Regions from separate parts of the Oryctolagus cuniculus genome. Here region 2 is linked to region 1. The links are chromatin contacts, called in public Micro-C maps. All regions are on one chromosome and are shown on one strand. The core of a region is the stretch at or near the end of the contact, and the rest is flanking DNA. Distances in the headings are between cores, read along the strand shown.

Region 1 (7,524 bases), core at 2,238-4,737:
TCCATCATTCCAACAGATGAATTAATTCTTGAAACAGATATGAGCATCAATGGCCCTCTGACTACCCCTGGTGTAGCAGGCATAACACAGTCTGGAGAAGCATGAGTGGGTGCCCTGTTGCCCTCCTCTCTGTCTGCTTCAAAGACTGTCCAAGTCAGTGATTTTGTCTCTGATTGAGCCTGACATCATGGTGAGAGTGCTGGGAAATCTCACGACAACCAGTACTCATTAAACACACCTACACACATGTGGATTCATGCAGAGCAAGTTAAACAGGCCAGAGGAGCTTATAAACAAATTACAGAATCTCAGGGTTAGATGAGACTAAGAGAGTCTAGCCTAACCTCCCATTTGTCTGGTGCTTGGATCTTCCCCACAGCATTCCTACAAAATGCTTACTTATTCTTTGGTTGCACACCTCCCACCATGCAGCCTTCAGGGGAGTCCAATCTTCATATAGTTCTAGTTATTGAAGTCACGCAAGAAGAAGCAATCAAGCAATAAAACACAAGTTGGTAGAAACTAATTTCCCCAAAGTTCAATACTTGGATCAAAACAAAACAAAATACACAGGTTAGTCAAGAAAAGTGTACTTCATGAAAACACTCCTGTGGATATTACAACTTTCAGCTGTAGGATCCATTAATGTCAACAAACATCATAAACTGGACAGAATTGAAACCATCTCACTCATTGTAAAACCACAACACACAGTGTAATGTTTGTTTCTTCATGGAATTTCTCAGTTATATTTTCATCAACTGTTGGCAAGAACTACCCAAAAGGAGCCATGGTGTATCTAATTTCCTATACTGCCTACAGTCTTCATTATATATGGTGTAAGCATTGTGTACCTCTTTAGATACCTTCTAAAGGCCATGTGATTTCTACAATTGGCATCAGTTAAAGCAGGGAAATAGGGATTTTAATGTGTCCAGTGCTAAAACCTTGATAAATTCCTGCATCTAGACTCTCAGATGCCAAATAGTTTCCACTGGCAAAGAGAGTAAAGTATAATTTCAGGAAACCTATGGACCAGCTTTTCATCTAAAAGCATTTTATGAAACTCAATTTTTTATGAGGTACATTACTTATAGACACAGAGATGATTCTTTTCATCTCTCTATGTCACAGAACTATACCAAAACCAGCCAATGAATCATCACCAGATGTCTACATCTGGTGGGCGTCAATATCACTTCCCAGGTGGAGAAACAGAGACAGAGTTTCTTAGCTCCAGCCAAAGGCATCCAGTGAGTCATCGGTAGGTTAGAAGAGAGAACCTGTGAGTCAAGTTTCCCTCCTCTGGGAATTGGTTTTTCGAGAAAGGCCTCAGTCTCACCTTGGATAAACTATGGCTTCAACCAAAACCAAAAGCAAAATCTTGTTTGCATTAACACAAAATAAAACAGGAAGGAATTCTCTAAAATTGTGTGTTAATACATTTCTCAAAGGTATTAACTTTTTCATGGGGGAAATTTAATGAGTATTTTCCAACTACTCACTTAGAAGGTATAATTATAACTCAGGAGGTCAACAAGCATCCCTTAATGATTGACCTTTTAGATTAGTCTTGCTATAAAGTAGTTCTAACATGAGAACCTTGAAAAGTTACAATGACAACACTCAAAACCATCATACAACCTGACCAAATTCTACAGGTGTTCAAGTTACTAAAGTGGATTTGGAATGTATTTAATAACTATTCGGCTTTTCACATGCACTGTCAGTAGTCATCCCTGGCCAGGAGGTGGACAAAGCAAACGCAGTAGATATGAGTAGTGCCAGCGCTTCCCACACTGGGCACACAATGGGGCAGATGCAGTCTTGTTTATTTAGGAGAAGACTAAGGAAGCTTTTCTTCAAGGTGATAAGTGAGAATGAGGCAGTTTTCTGACATGATACTGAAACCTTTTATCTAAAACAGGGGAGTCATCCAATATCTTCATATTGAACATCCTTAGAAATATTCCTCTCCACATAATTCTTTCCAGCTTGACCAATGGCAGACACCTATCACACAGAAATTCCCACACCACAGGTGCGAATGTGGAGAGCCCCCTCTTCTCATCGCCTCTCTTTTCCAGCTGATCTGGGCCTTCGCCAACTCTGTCTTCTTGACTCCATTTTCCTTAAGACCTATTTTACTTCCCTTCATGTTATTTGGGGAGGTTACAAAACAATTTTGCTTGATAATCTTTTCAATGTGTCATTAACCTTCCCTTTTGGAAATAAACTTTCTGCCTCTTCTGAGGACCCAGGTTCCAAAGTAAATCTCTAGAAGCTTCATCAGAGAGTCTTGGAAGGGACTTTCCTGGAATTACTGTATCTTAAAACAAAAAAAAAAGAAGTAAATAGAGGAAGAAAGAAAGAGAGAGAGAGAGAGAGAGAGAGAGAGAGAAAGAAAGAAAGAGAGAGAGAGAGGCCACCACAAACGTGGTAGAAGACACTGACTGAGATGGAACCTATGATGTGGGAATCTGACTTTTATTGTGAAAAGTTAGGGTGGGTGTTTGGTGCAGGTGTTAAGATGCTGCTTTGAACACCTGCATTTCCTATCTGAGTGCTTGGGTTTGAGTCTTGGCTCCCTTCTCAATTCCAGTATTTTGCTAATGTGCACCCTGGGAGGCAGCAGATGGTGGTTCAAATATTGGGTCTCTACCACCCATGTAGGAGACCTGGGTGGAGTTCTGAGTTCCTAGCTTCCCCTGGGTCCAGCCCTAACTGTTGAGTGAATTAACAGATGGAAGATTCTTTCTCCTCTTTCTCCCCCCTCCCTTTGAAAGACTTAAATATTTTTTCTAAGAAGCCATAGTAAAGATTTATTGAAAATATATCTTATTTAATAATTTTGGATTATCTATTTAACTTTACGCACTTGGAAGAATTACCAAGTATACAATTTTTATGCCTGAACCCTACCAATCAATCCTCAAGATATGCAGAATCTTACAAGAACCAGAAGAAGAATAAGCTGTCAAGTTCAAACCTGGTCTTCAATATCCCAATTTCCACCCACCCTCACGGGAATTTAAAATAAAATTCTGCCTAGAGGGGAGAAAAGTTTTACCAGCGAGTCAGAGGCGAAACTGCAGCTTAGGCTGGGTGTCTGCTTTTCCCAAGCCAAGGTACTCTTCACTTCCTCATGACAAAACACATGATCAGAAGACTTGGATCAACTAAAAACTGATAACAAGGTTGTCACAAAACAGAATAAATGGCCAGTAGGGGTTGGGGACTCTGGGCAGCGGTTGTGGGTTGGGGGATGCACTCACTGTTGAGATTCAGCAAAGAGTCGAAGACTTTGCACTGGATCTGCCCGGTGCTCTGCGACACACAAGACATCCAAAGCCCCTCGTAGATGGCTTGGGCGGTCACGATGCTGTCGCCGGCATAGGAGTAAATCTTCCATTGAGGCAGGGCGGTGCTGACGATGGAGCCGATCCAACCCAGGAAGGCCAGGATGAAGCCCAACAGCTGCAGACCCGCGTTGGCCATGGCTCGCTCTGGCGCCCGCGCTGGCTCAGGGTTGGCAGGTGTAGAAGGCGGAGAGTTTGCAGGTGCGCACTTGGGGCTCCCAGAGGTAGCTGGGCCGAGCCTAGGAAGTTACTGCGTGGAGGTCTACTCGTTGCGCCGCCGCTGGGGAGGCTTTGGGTAGGAGTCCAGATCCGCGTCTTGCTTGGCGCTGGAGTTGAAACGCGAGAAGTTGTCGTTGCTCCCAGGGTCGGGGACTGAAACGCAGAACCGCTGGGCGCTGCAATTTAAAGCAAGCAGCTTCGTTCCGGCCGCAGCCAGTCAGCGCCCCCTGGCGGTTTCACGGTGGCCCACATGGAGGGCGGCGGGGCGCGCAGGTGTCTGAGGCAGCCAGGAGTCCCTGGAGGGAATGTTCTAGGTGTTGTGAGGACCACCCCTGAAGAGGACCAGGCACCAGGAATGCTGCTGGGCCGCTGCTTCCTAATCTCTTCTCACTCTTGGCAGGCTTCTCGGGCTGTTCATTCATTTACTCGACATTTACCCCCAAAATACTATGTACTAGTATGCAAACAATAAAAATTCATCGAGGGGAAAAATGGAGTCCTCAAGAGCTTCTATTTCTCTGTTTTGCTTTCTCCGGTTTCCCTTTTTAATTTTTTCCCCTGGATCTTATTAAAAATAATTGCTGTCTAACTGCATCCTTCCCACACACATTTCCTCTTCCTTGTTCAACTGCCTGCCATTTCTCCTGTGCTGCTGCTCTACCATTTCAAGGTCTTCCCAACGTGAGGGTCTTTAGAGATCTTTGCACGTTCTATAGAAGGAACTTGAGATCCAAAGAGGAAACGTGTTTTCCATAGAATCACACAGCAAGCTGGTAGTGTGCACAGTTCTTGCCTCACTCTGCCTTCTACTCCCTGAAGTACCACTCTTAAATCAATTCTATCATCTGTTATGGGCCATTTGAAAATGGAGGCAGCTCAGTCCACCACACACCCACACACACCCACACACACACACCCACACACACCCCAATCTTCACCACAGCAGTCTGTCTTACAGCAGCACTTCATTAGCAGAGGGACCCAGCCAGCATCCCAGTCCTGCTCTAGGCTGTTGCATTAATGGATTATCGAATGTCATTCATCCAAGGTGAGTGCATCAGAACAATCTCTCTGCAGTGCCAGGAGGACAGGGCTGGGATTTAGGAAGTTTGGGTTCTGGCTCTGACTTTTACAGTCGCTGTCTGTGCCGCCCCCTCATGTTTTGGTCTAGTTGAGCCTTTAGTTTCCCTTATGGATCTCTCAAAGCTTTCCTCCTCATAGTTATTCAGAAGTGGTGCTGTGGTTGGGAACAATTACAATGTTTTCCCAACTGTTTCTTGTGTGTGGTGTAAGTGTGGTGGGAGGAGAAGTTTCTATGGTTTTAGTAAAAACGGAAGCATTTAGGAGGCAGAAACAAGCATACAAAGAGGAAAACAAGATGTGCTCATATATATTATGGGAGCTACAAGTGTGTGGCAAGGAAGGAATAGTAAAAGTGTTCAGAGTGGGAATCAGAGGAGTGACAAAACATCTACCACCCTCACCTCCACCTGCCTATCTCCAGATGCCTTTTGTGAAGGCTTAAGGCTAAATGACTGGTCTGCATGGGGTGGTGGGGGATGGGGTGGGATGGGGAGGAATGAAGAGGATAAGATAGGAGCTGGGTGAAGAGATTTGATTTTGAGTAAGCAAGGTTAGCATAAGTGAGTGCCGGCCTTCTGTCAGCTTCCTCAGACCCCACAAAAGCTCTAAGTAAGCTCTGTAGTGCAAGCCATGTCCATGCTGCAGCTCCAGCATCGGGACCTATAGTCAGGACTAGTTTCTGGGTTCAGGTGGATGTTCTGGGAGTGTGAATGAAGCCTGTCAGTGTGGATGAAGGAGTACCAGCTGCAGTTGACCTTACTGATTTCCCAGATCAGAGGAGGTGTTCTGAGCTGGCTACAGGACTACATGAGTATGATGTGATACACATGATCATAACTTTTTTATTTTTTGTTTAATCTTTTCAGAATTAAAACTATTTTTCCAAGCTGAGATTTGATTCCAGTAAACATTCTATCACACATGTCTTTTTAATCCGCATCAGGATTGTTTCTATCAACCTAGAGTTGGCAGGGGATTAGAGGAATGGATTCTGTGGTCAGCAGGGCCCTGTGTTTTTGTTTTTGTATTCCTGGTCTGTGTGAGGCTGATGACTTCATCACCCACAGATCTGTCTGCAAGGCTGAAGTGAGTGCCGTTGGCTTCACTGTGACCCAGGTCCATCTCTGGCATCCTAATCTTGTCTAGTTTTCTGTCCTTAGTCTCAGGCTGGAGTCCAGGTGAGATAATGGCTTAGCAGAGATCCAGCAACTCAGAAGAAAACAAACACAGACCTGGAGCACAAATAATAAGGTCAGTTCTGTGATGGAGAACATTCTAGAAAGACTGACAATGGTGGTAAGTGTCCGAGTCTGTTAAGTAGGGAAATTTACTATGTATCCTCAAATTAATTACTTTCTTTTTTTGCCTCAGTTTCCCTACCAGTAGAAGTTAGAGGTTGACTTCTGAAAGTCCACCCAAGTCTAAAGCTGTATGACTCCAATAGTAGCTGACAATTATGTATTTTTTTCTGTCATTTTGAGAGGCAAAAAGAGGGAGAGAGACAAAGACAGAGTGCTCCCATCCACAGGTTCACTCCCTGAATGCCTGCAATGACCAGGGATGGACTGGTTCAGAATCTAGGAGGTAGGAAGTCTCACAAGTGGGTGGCAGGAACCTTAGTACTTGAGCCATCACCGCTGCCTCTCAAGGCATGCATTAACAGAAAGCTGAAACCAGGAGCAGAGTATGGAACCTAAGTGCTCTAATACTGGGTAAAGAGAACCCAACTGGTGCCTCAACTGCTGGCCTACATGCCTACTCCGGCTAGGTTTTTCTATGTTATCTCTGTGTGAAAGAGAGACACATTATGTGTTTCCAACTCCAGGCAGTGGTGAGAGGTTCCACTCTGTGATGTCCCTCTCAGTCTCTGTTGTAACACACAGAAATTGTGGGCCTTGGGTATCCACAGTCATGTGAGGAGAGAGGTATTGTGGAAGCAGCAAATAGCCCACTGGTTGACCTCATGTGCGTAAATGACTGATGTGTGGACTTAGCCATGACCCTGAAACCAGTAATAAGTAGAAGAGATTTACAAACAGATGGAATAAAGGTGATACTAAAGGCAGAAGTGAGTGTAGTGAGATGAATTCTCAAGAGAGATTCTCAGAAATGGTTAATGAGAGTAACAATACCTCTGGTGTGTTAATTTTCAACTTAGTGATGATCCATGTTAATGGTGACTTTTTCAGGGCTTCCCAGGTAATGAAAACAGGACGGACAAATGTGTTACTCAGTATACAATATGCTGTGTAATTATTTAGAGCTTGAAAAATTTATCAGAGTATGAATGTGTAGCATGCAAATACCATTGGTGGATTCCTTTTTTTAAAAAAAATATTTTATTCATGTTTTTGAAAGACAGAGTTACAGAGTGTGGGGGGGAGACACAAAGAGAGAGGGAGAGACAAAGAGATATTCCATCTGCTGGTCCACACCCCAAAGACCACAATAGCTGGGGTTGGGCCAGGCTGAAGTCAGGAGCCAGGAACTTCTCCTGGGTCTCCCACATGGGTGCAGCGGCCCAAGCACTTGGGCCAGTCTCCAATGCTGTCCCAGGAACACTAGCAAAGAGCTGGATCACAAGTTGAGCAGCTGGGACTCCAACCAGAGGCCTTATGCAACGCTGACATCACAGACAGTTGCTATGCCACAACACCAACCCTCATTGATGCACTCCTGCCATAACTTCTTAAAACAGTGAGTGTGGGAGGGAGGGAGTGTAGAGTGGGAAGAGTCTCTATGTTCCAGATTTGTATTTATGAAATGCATGAAGCTTGTATTATCTTTAATAAAAGATTTATGAAAAAAGAATAAAATCCTGACATTTGCAACAAAATGGATGCAACTGGAGATCATTATGGTA
Region 2 (7,524 bases), core at 3,492-5,991, 95 kb before region 1:
GCTATTAACACCTAGTAGTTGTTAAAGAGTATGATGGGGGTTAGTTGACTGTAGGAAAGAGGAAAGTGCTATAGAGTGGTCTCAAGGACAGAAACAGGAAGTATTTGATGTGACAGCAGCAGAAAGGTGGGTAAGTGGGAAAGGTGGACTTGAGTTTTTAGAATCACTTCCAGAGGAGCTGATAGGAATGTGAGTTCTGTTTTTGTCAAGATCCTCATTCCAGACAATAGATCATGTTCCACCCCTTAGAGGTTTTTATAGTTTTGTTGTTTCAGTTAATAGTTCTGCAAAAATACTGAGAATTCATAAGAGGATTTCCTTGGCCAAAACCTGAATCCTAGTGTCTGGGTTTCAACCGCAGTGGTAGCAGCTCTTAACAAAATCTTTTGGCATTTTCATTTTATTAATTTTCATTGAATGATACACCTTTTATTTTCCCCATTTTGCAAAAGCATCCTTTCATCAGGCAGTTTCCATTTGTCTGCCTTACTTTACTTTTTTTTTGGACAGGCAGAGTGGACAGTGAGAGAGAGAGAGAGAGAAAGGTCTTCCTTTACTGTTGGTTCACCCTCCAATGGCTGCTGTGGCCCACGCACCGCGCTGATCCAAAGCCAGGAGCCAGGTGCTTCTCCTGGTCTCCCATGCGGGTGCAGGGCCCAAGGACCTGGGCCATCCTCCACTGCACTCCCAGGCCACAGCAGAGAGCTGTACTGGAAGAGAGGCAACCGGGACAGAATCCGGCACCCCCACTGGGACTAGAACCCGGTGTGCCGGCGCCGCTAGGTGGATTAGCCTATTGAGCCGAAGCACCGGCCTCTATTACTTTACATAGCAAGACATACAATGTACAGTGCTTTGTGTCGAGTACATGCATTTGTGTGACATGTTACCAGCAGACTCTTCACACTTAATGTAAATTATTCTTAAAGTAAGTACAAATGCATTCTTTAAATTTTACAGTTCTAATAAATTTGAAGAATGCTTTTGCATATGTTATTTCATTTACTTTTCATGACATTACGCTGAAGTATATACTATTATGCTCATTTTTTAGATGAGGAAACAAAAATGGTCAGAGTTAAGTGGTCAAATTTAAAGTGATTCAGGATCACATGCCTGTTGAGTAGCTAATCCAGATCATCTGGAGTCAAATTCGATATAGTTTCTACAGTAGGAATTTCTCATTCCCAATTTCTCATTCCCCATGTTTAAGGAAAACATGAAAAAAATATTTGTCCATGCCAAAACAAAAATTAATTTCATTTCACATGGAACATACACACACACACACACACACACACTGATACCCTCAGATACTACTGCATAGACACATTCAAAGAGGAAGAGAGAAAGAGGTCACTGTGAGTAGGAGTGGTCAGAGACATATCATGGAGTAGGTAAGCAGAGTATTTTTAGAGAGTAGAAAGCTAAGCACTCATTTTGGATGATTGTAATAATCAAGTTGTACTCCACCCACAGGCACTCTCATCTGTAAACATTCCAAAAGGAATAGGACATTGCATTCTTGGCTGGAAATGAAACAAGCAAGTGAATCATCTGAAAATTCAGGGTTGGAGTAAGTTTTAATCTGATTAGAGTGATAGATATCTGCATTCACAAGCTCCCTGAAAACCATGAGCCCCACAGTAACCCCACCTATGACATTTGCCACCTTTCATGTTCTGCTGCTGGGAGTCTTATCTTAACCAGGGTTCAACAGCCAAACCATAATTTTTTGTCACTGTAGAAAGAGCACTGTACTAAGACTCAGAAATGAACTTTGTCTTAGTGTTCTTAGCAACCATATAAGTATGGCCTTGAGCAACTCACTTCATTATCCTGCATTCCAGTTTGTCATCTGTATAATGAGCTAATGATACTTGCCCAGCCTACCTTTTTTAAAGAATAACTGAGGTGTCTCATGAGAAAGTGCCCTGAAAATAGTAAAAATATTACATAAATTACACAAATACTTAAGTCATAAAAGTATATGGTATAGGGCCAGCGCCGCGGCTCAATAGGCTAATCCTCCTTCTAGCGGCGCCGGCACACTGGGTTCTAATCCCAGTTGGGGTGCCAGATTCTGTCCCGGTTGCCCCTCTTCCAGGCCAGCTCTCTGCTGTGGCCAGGGAGTGCAGTGGAGGATGGCCCAAGTGCTTGGGCCCTGCACCCGCATGGGAGACCAGGAGAAGCACCTGGCTCCTGCCTTCGGATCATCGCGGTGCACCAGCCATGGCGGCCATTGGAGGGTGAACCAACGGCAAAAGAAGACCTTTCTCTCTGTCTCTCTCTCTCACTGTCCACTCTGCCTTTCAAAAAAAAAAAAAAAAAAAAGTATATGATATAGAAATGTCATAGAACAAAAAGTTTCTTAGAAACTTAGTGGATCTATGAAAAAGCTTCTATTTAATAAAAATCCTCTCTAATTCTCTTGCAAATTAGAAAGTCTCTCTAAAGAATTTTTTCTTTTGCCTCATCATCATTCTAAAATATCTTAGATTACAGAGATAATTCTGAAAACATTGCACGTAAGTCCTAGTGAAAAAGCCATTTTCCCCATTGCCTACTCTTCAGTGAAGCTATTGGTTGCCATTTAAAATAGGGCTAGTCATGAAAATTGAGCCCCTATGTTACTGCCAGATATGTGGGATAGTGTGGAGGGTTAGGGTAGAAGTTGGTGAAGGAGGGAAGGAGGGAAAGAATTAAAATGTAAAGGCTAAAATAGCCTTCCTTGATAGCTTGTTAAAATCAGTTAATGGCATCCAAGGAATTTAGAACATTATTTCTATCACCTGGCTCTTTTGAAAGTGCTCAGTACACCAGTAGCCTGGAAGATTACCTGGGAGTTGGTTAGAAAGGCAGATTTCCTTGGCGTCATCTTAGCCCTACCAAATAGGGATGTATATTTTAATAAGATCCCTGGGTGATTTTTATTACAGTTTGGGACTCACTAGTCTATGAGGTACTTCTAGACGTATGATGCTATTTTATTCTTAAGTTTTTTCTATCAGTATTATTGAGGCTGGCACTGTGGTGTAGCTGGTTAAGTGGCTGCCTGCAGTACTGTCATCCCATATGGGTGCCAGTTCGAATCCTGACTGCTCCACTTCCAATCTAGCTCCCTGCTAATGTGCCTGGGAAAGAAGTAGAAGATGGCCCAAGTTCTTGGGCCCCTGAATCCATGTGGAAGACCCAGACGAAGCTCCTGGCTCCTGGCTTCAGATCAGCGCAACTCTAGCCATTGCAGCCAACTGGGGAGTGAACCAGTGGGTGAAAGACACCCCTCCCCCCCCATTCTCCTTCTTTCTCTCTGTAACTCTGACTTTTAAATAAATAAATAAATCTTTAAAAAAAAAAACAACAAAAAACCCAGTATTGTTAACTGTTTGCCTTCCTCATATTCCATTATCTAGAAAAACTCAAGTAAATTTAGACAGAGAGGCATAACTAGGGTGGCAGCTGAATGAGGGATATAAATGTGGACTTTCTGATTCTAAAGCATATAATTCTCCCAGTGTAGCTCTCTTCTGTTCTTTCTGTACAATCTCTGTTTCTCAGGTACTGAATATGAGGCCTCACCGTGAAACCAGGTCTGAGCTCAAGCATTATTCAAATTACCCCTCCTTGTGATACAGAAACATCACTGAAACAGAGGAAGAATGGTCTCTTTCTGTGGACATTCAGACCCTAAGGGAGATGGCACAGGAAGTTACCATTTCACATTCTTTTTTTTTATTTGGATGATTGAGGTTTTAAATGACATCAACCTTTCTAAAATCATTCTGTTAATTCATTCTTGACTGATTCCATCATCACAGTACCACCATTATAGGTGCCACCTGGAGTTACTCAATTCACAGCTAACTAGACTTTTGAAGGTTGCTCCCGCATGGCAGTTTGAAGGGTCACTTGGAGTCAAGAGTCGACTTACTTTGTCAGGTGGAGGCCTGATTCACTTACTAGAAATGCTTGAAACACACAACTGAATGTTCTCCACCTTTGTCTTTATTGAAAAATGCCCACCTTGTCATTGAAAACATGTTTGGGATAGTAGTAAACAGGAAGTGATTTGAAAAGGCTCATCATCAGGGATGTTTATAGGTGAGAAATACAGGATTAACCACTCCTCACTTAATAGAAAATACATGTAAAGGAAAGAGAAAGAGGAAGTGAGGGAGGAAGGGAGAAGATAGAGGGAGAGAGAAAGGAAGGAAGGAAGGAGAGAAGGAATGAGGGAAGGTAGGAAGGGAGGGAGGACAAACCAAATAATGAAGAATTCAAGGAATATTACAGAAATTAAAATTGTCTTCTGAAACTTCTTTGCATGTCAAATGTGCAAACTTTAGTGCTATTGAGATGAGACTTTTATATTATATACCTTAAAATCCTCATGAGTGAGCTTAGCTGATTTTCTAGGTGGAGAAGTGTGGCCCTATAATACCTCTTTCTTCTTCTCTACTGCTAGGGTACAGCACAGAAGACACAGACAAACCTTAGAGAACTTTAAGGTAAGGTGTCTATAAAATCCTCCATTCTTACCTAGACTCAGAGTCACTCACCAAGTAAAAACAAATCCTAGATGGTTGTTCCTGTTTAGTTCATAAAAATGTCATTTTATTCCCCACCAAGTCTTTCTGTCCATCGCTGGAGCTTACAAGAGACACTGAACTATTTTATTATCATTCTTACATACAGATGCCCACAGGTCTCTATTTAACAGTGTGCTTTCAGCATGAATGTTCTTTACCAACTCTAACTTTCCAGACCCCAGACATTATTCACTGCAAACATTTTCTGAAGCTTCCCTTGATAATAAGATATAACCACAGTTCATAGCTTATGTCTCTAGTAGAGTACTTGGGTGTTTTGCTTCTTTTAGAGTTACTTGTGCAACTGTAAATCTCCCCTACTGGGAACTCATCAATCTCTTTTACTAGATTATGTTTTACTTGTTTGTATGATTTTACAAGCTCTTATAATACCAATTTCTTACTCATTCAGAAACATATAGGTGCAATCATAAGTCACCATTTAAATGGGAGTATCTTTCTCAAGGAAACCAATGTTAGGCCTTGCTCCTGAAGTGTGAGTTGGCAAGTCATGATTATATCCTTCCAACTCTGTGGTTCTTTGAGGCTGCCTCTGTACCCCAGGGGCCTTATCTAAACCTGTGGGACTTGTTTTCCAACCTCCATGAAAAGAGTTCCTCACTTCCAAACACAGGTCCACCCTTTTTCACTTTAAAAGTGCCTTGCTAGTATGCAATGTAGATATGTGTAGTAAACCGTCAGAAGACTTCTTAAACAGTTTATTTTCATCTATTTGAAAGGTAGAGCAACAGAGTATGGGAGAGAGATCTTCCATACAATTGTTCAGTTCTCAAACACCCACATAAATTGGGGCACAGCCAGGGCAAAGAAACTGAAACTCCATCTGCAACTTCCATGTGAGTAACATGGCCCAAGCATTTGGGCCTTATCTGTTGTTTCTCAGGATGTATTAACAAGAAGATGGAATAATTGAGACTCTGACACTCTGATATGGGATGTGGGTGTCCCAATCAAGGCTTAATCTACTGAGCTTCAATGCCCTGCCCCAGAAGACTGGCTTACTTTTTTCTTTCTTTCTTTCTTTTTTTTTTAAAGAAATCAGTATTTGTGGCACAAGTGACTTAGGAAAAGTAATGTGGAAATTAAAAGAAGACACTTTTAGAAATAATATTATTTTTTCTACACAACTATATCTTAAGTTCTTTCCTATATTGCTACATCTATGAAAATATGTCAAACAATTCTGACAAAAAATAATGATTATTCCCATGACTGATATTACAGGGAAGTTGGCTTGAGAGTGCAGGTACCTAAAAACATATAGAGATTCTGTAAAGGAGTCCAGTGTTCAGTGTTGCAAAATGGAAGATTTAAAAGTGAGATGAAAATATTTGGGATGAAGAACACAAAATGAAGTGCTATTGGAACTAAAAGCAAGACTATTCTGAGTGCTACAGAAGCAAATACTTCACCAAATGAAAGAGCTTCCCAGAAGTCAGGATCAGAGAAATGTTCATTTAGCAACTAACTCGAGTTTTGCAATAGTCCCTACTTGATGCAGATGCTGTAAAGTGAAGAGATATCAACAATAAATAGATGTCATATATTCTCATTAGTTTCTTTTTTATGTATGTTAAGTATCATGTATTTATTTGAAAGGAGAGAGAGGAGAGAGAGGTTTGAAAGAGATTTCCTGAATCTGCTATTTCACTGCCTAAATGCTGGCTGTAACTGTCAGGGCTGGGCCAGGCCAAAGCCAGGAGCCTGAAACTCCAACTAGGCCTCCCACATGGGTACAGGACCCAAGAACTTAGAGATCATCTACTGCCTCCCAGGTACATTAGCAAGAAGTAAGATTGGAAGTAGACCTTGGACTCAATCTCATGCACTCCAACATGGGATGTGGGTGGCTTAACCTGCTGAGCCATGATACCCACCCCTGTAGTCTCCTTTTACTAAGTCAATAAAACATGATAACTGGACTTAGTCTATTTGTCTCCAGGATGTAAGATAAATTCTTTCAAAAATTAAGTAAATAAAAGCTAGAAGGACACAAATTATCTGAGCAATTCTCGACTAGAAACCACTTTTTAACCATGTGATGTGCAGTCAAGTGTGTTGGCTAACAGTGTGGATTCTCAAGCCTGACAGTCCAAATCTCCACTCACTAGACAACTTTGAGCAGTTGCTTAACTCTTCCATGTGTTGGTTTCTTGTGTCTGCTGTCAGGATACCTCAGTGAAGAACTGTGAGGATTAAATTAATGAATGTAGAAGACCCAGGAGGCCGGCGCCGTGGCTCAATAGGCTAATCCTCCACCTTGTGGGGCCGGCACACTGGGTTCTAGTCCCGGTTGGGGCGCCGGATTCTGTCCCGGTTGCCCCTCTTCCAGGCCAGCTCTCTGCTGTGGCCAGGGAGTGCAATGGAGGATGGCCCAGGTGCTTGGGCCCTGCACCCCATGGGAGACCAGGAAAAGCACCTGGCTCCTGGCTCCTGCCATCGGATCAGCGCGGTGCGCCGGCAGCAGCGGCGGCCATTGGAGGGTGAACCAACGGCAAAAGGAAGACCTTTCTCTCTCTGTCTCTCTCTCTCTCGCTGTCCACTCTGCCTGTCAAAAATAAAATAAAATAAAATAAAATAAAATAAAATAAAATAAAAGAATGTAGAAGACCCAGGACAGTGCCTGGCATACAGCAGGAGTTCTCTATATATAGCTCCATTTATGTTACTGGTTTTAAAATTCTCTGTGGTGCAGTGGTTCCATTTTCAGATATACTCAGAGATTCAGAAAATATTAACAATATGATCGGGGCCGGTGCCATGGCTCACTTGGTTAATCCTCCGCCTGTGGTGCCAGCATGCCATATGGGTGCCGGGTTCTAGTCCCTGTTGCTCCTCTTCCAGTCCAGCTCTCTGCTGTGGCCCGGGAGGGCAGTAGAGGATAGCCCAAGTGCTTGGGCCCCTGCATCCACAT

What was found. Hi-C and Micro-C count contacts between places; a contact is called where the count stands out from the background.
Region 2: a contact with region 1 is called in a Micro-C map of ear pinna, with 5 times the contacts expected there. The contact joins the enhancer-like site here to the promoter of CLDN1 in region 1. A contact is called at or near these places in 6 of 6 Hi-C or Micro-C datasets (ear pinna, embryonic fibroblasts, liver and 3 more).

The regions. Positions count from the first base shown.
Region 1 is chr4:89,262,737-89,270,260 of mOryCun1.1, reverse strand. CLDN1 (claudin 1) reads right to left here and starts at 3,487. Exons shown (of 4, transcript NM_001089316.1): 1 at 3,276-3,487. The coding sequence starts at 3,487.
Region 2 is chr4:89,359,123-89,366,646 of mOryCun1.1, reverse strand. No RefSeq gene overlaps it. Among named protein-coding and RNA genes, the nearest start is that of CLDN1, 96 kb to the right of the region's middle. Within about 2 kb of position 4,741, at least 1 of the 8 cell types and tissues checked has an H3K27ac peak or open chromatin away from gene starts, as enhancers often do. A contact at or near this core is called in ear pinna, where this site is marked.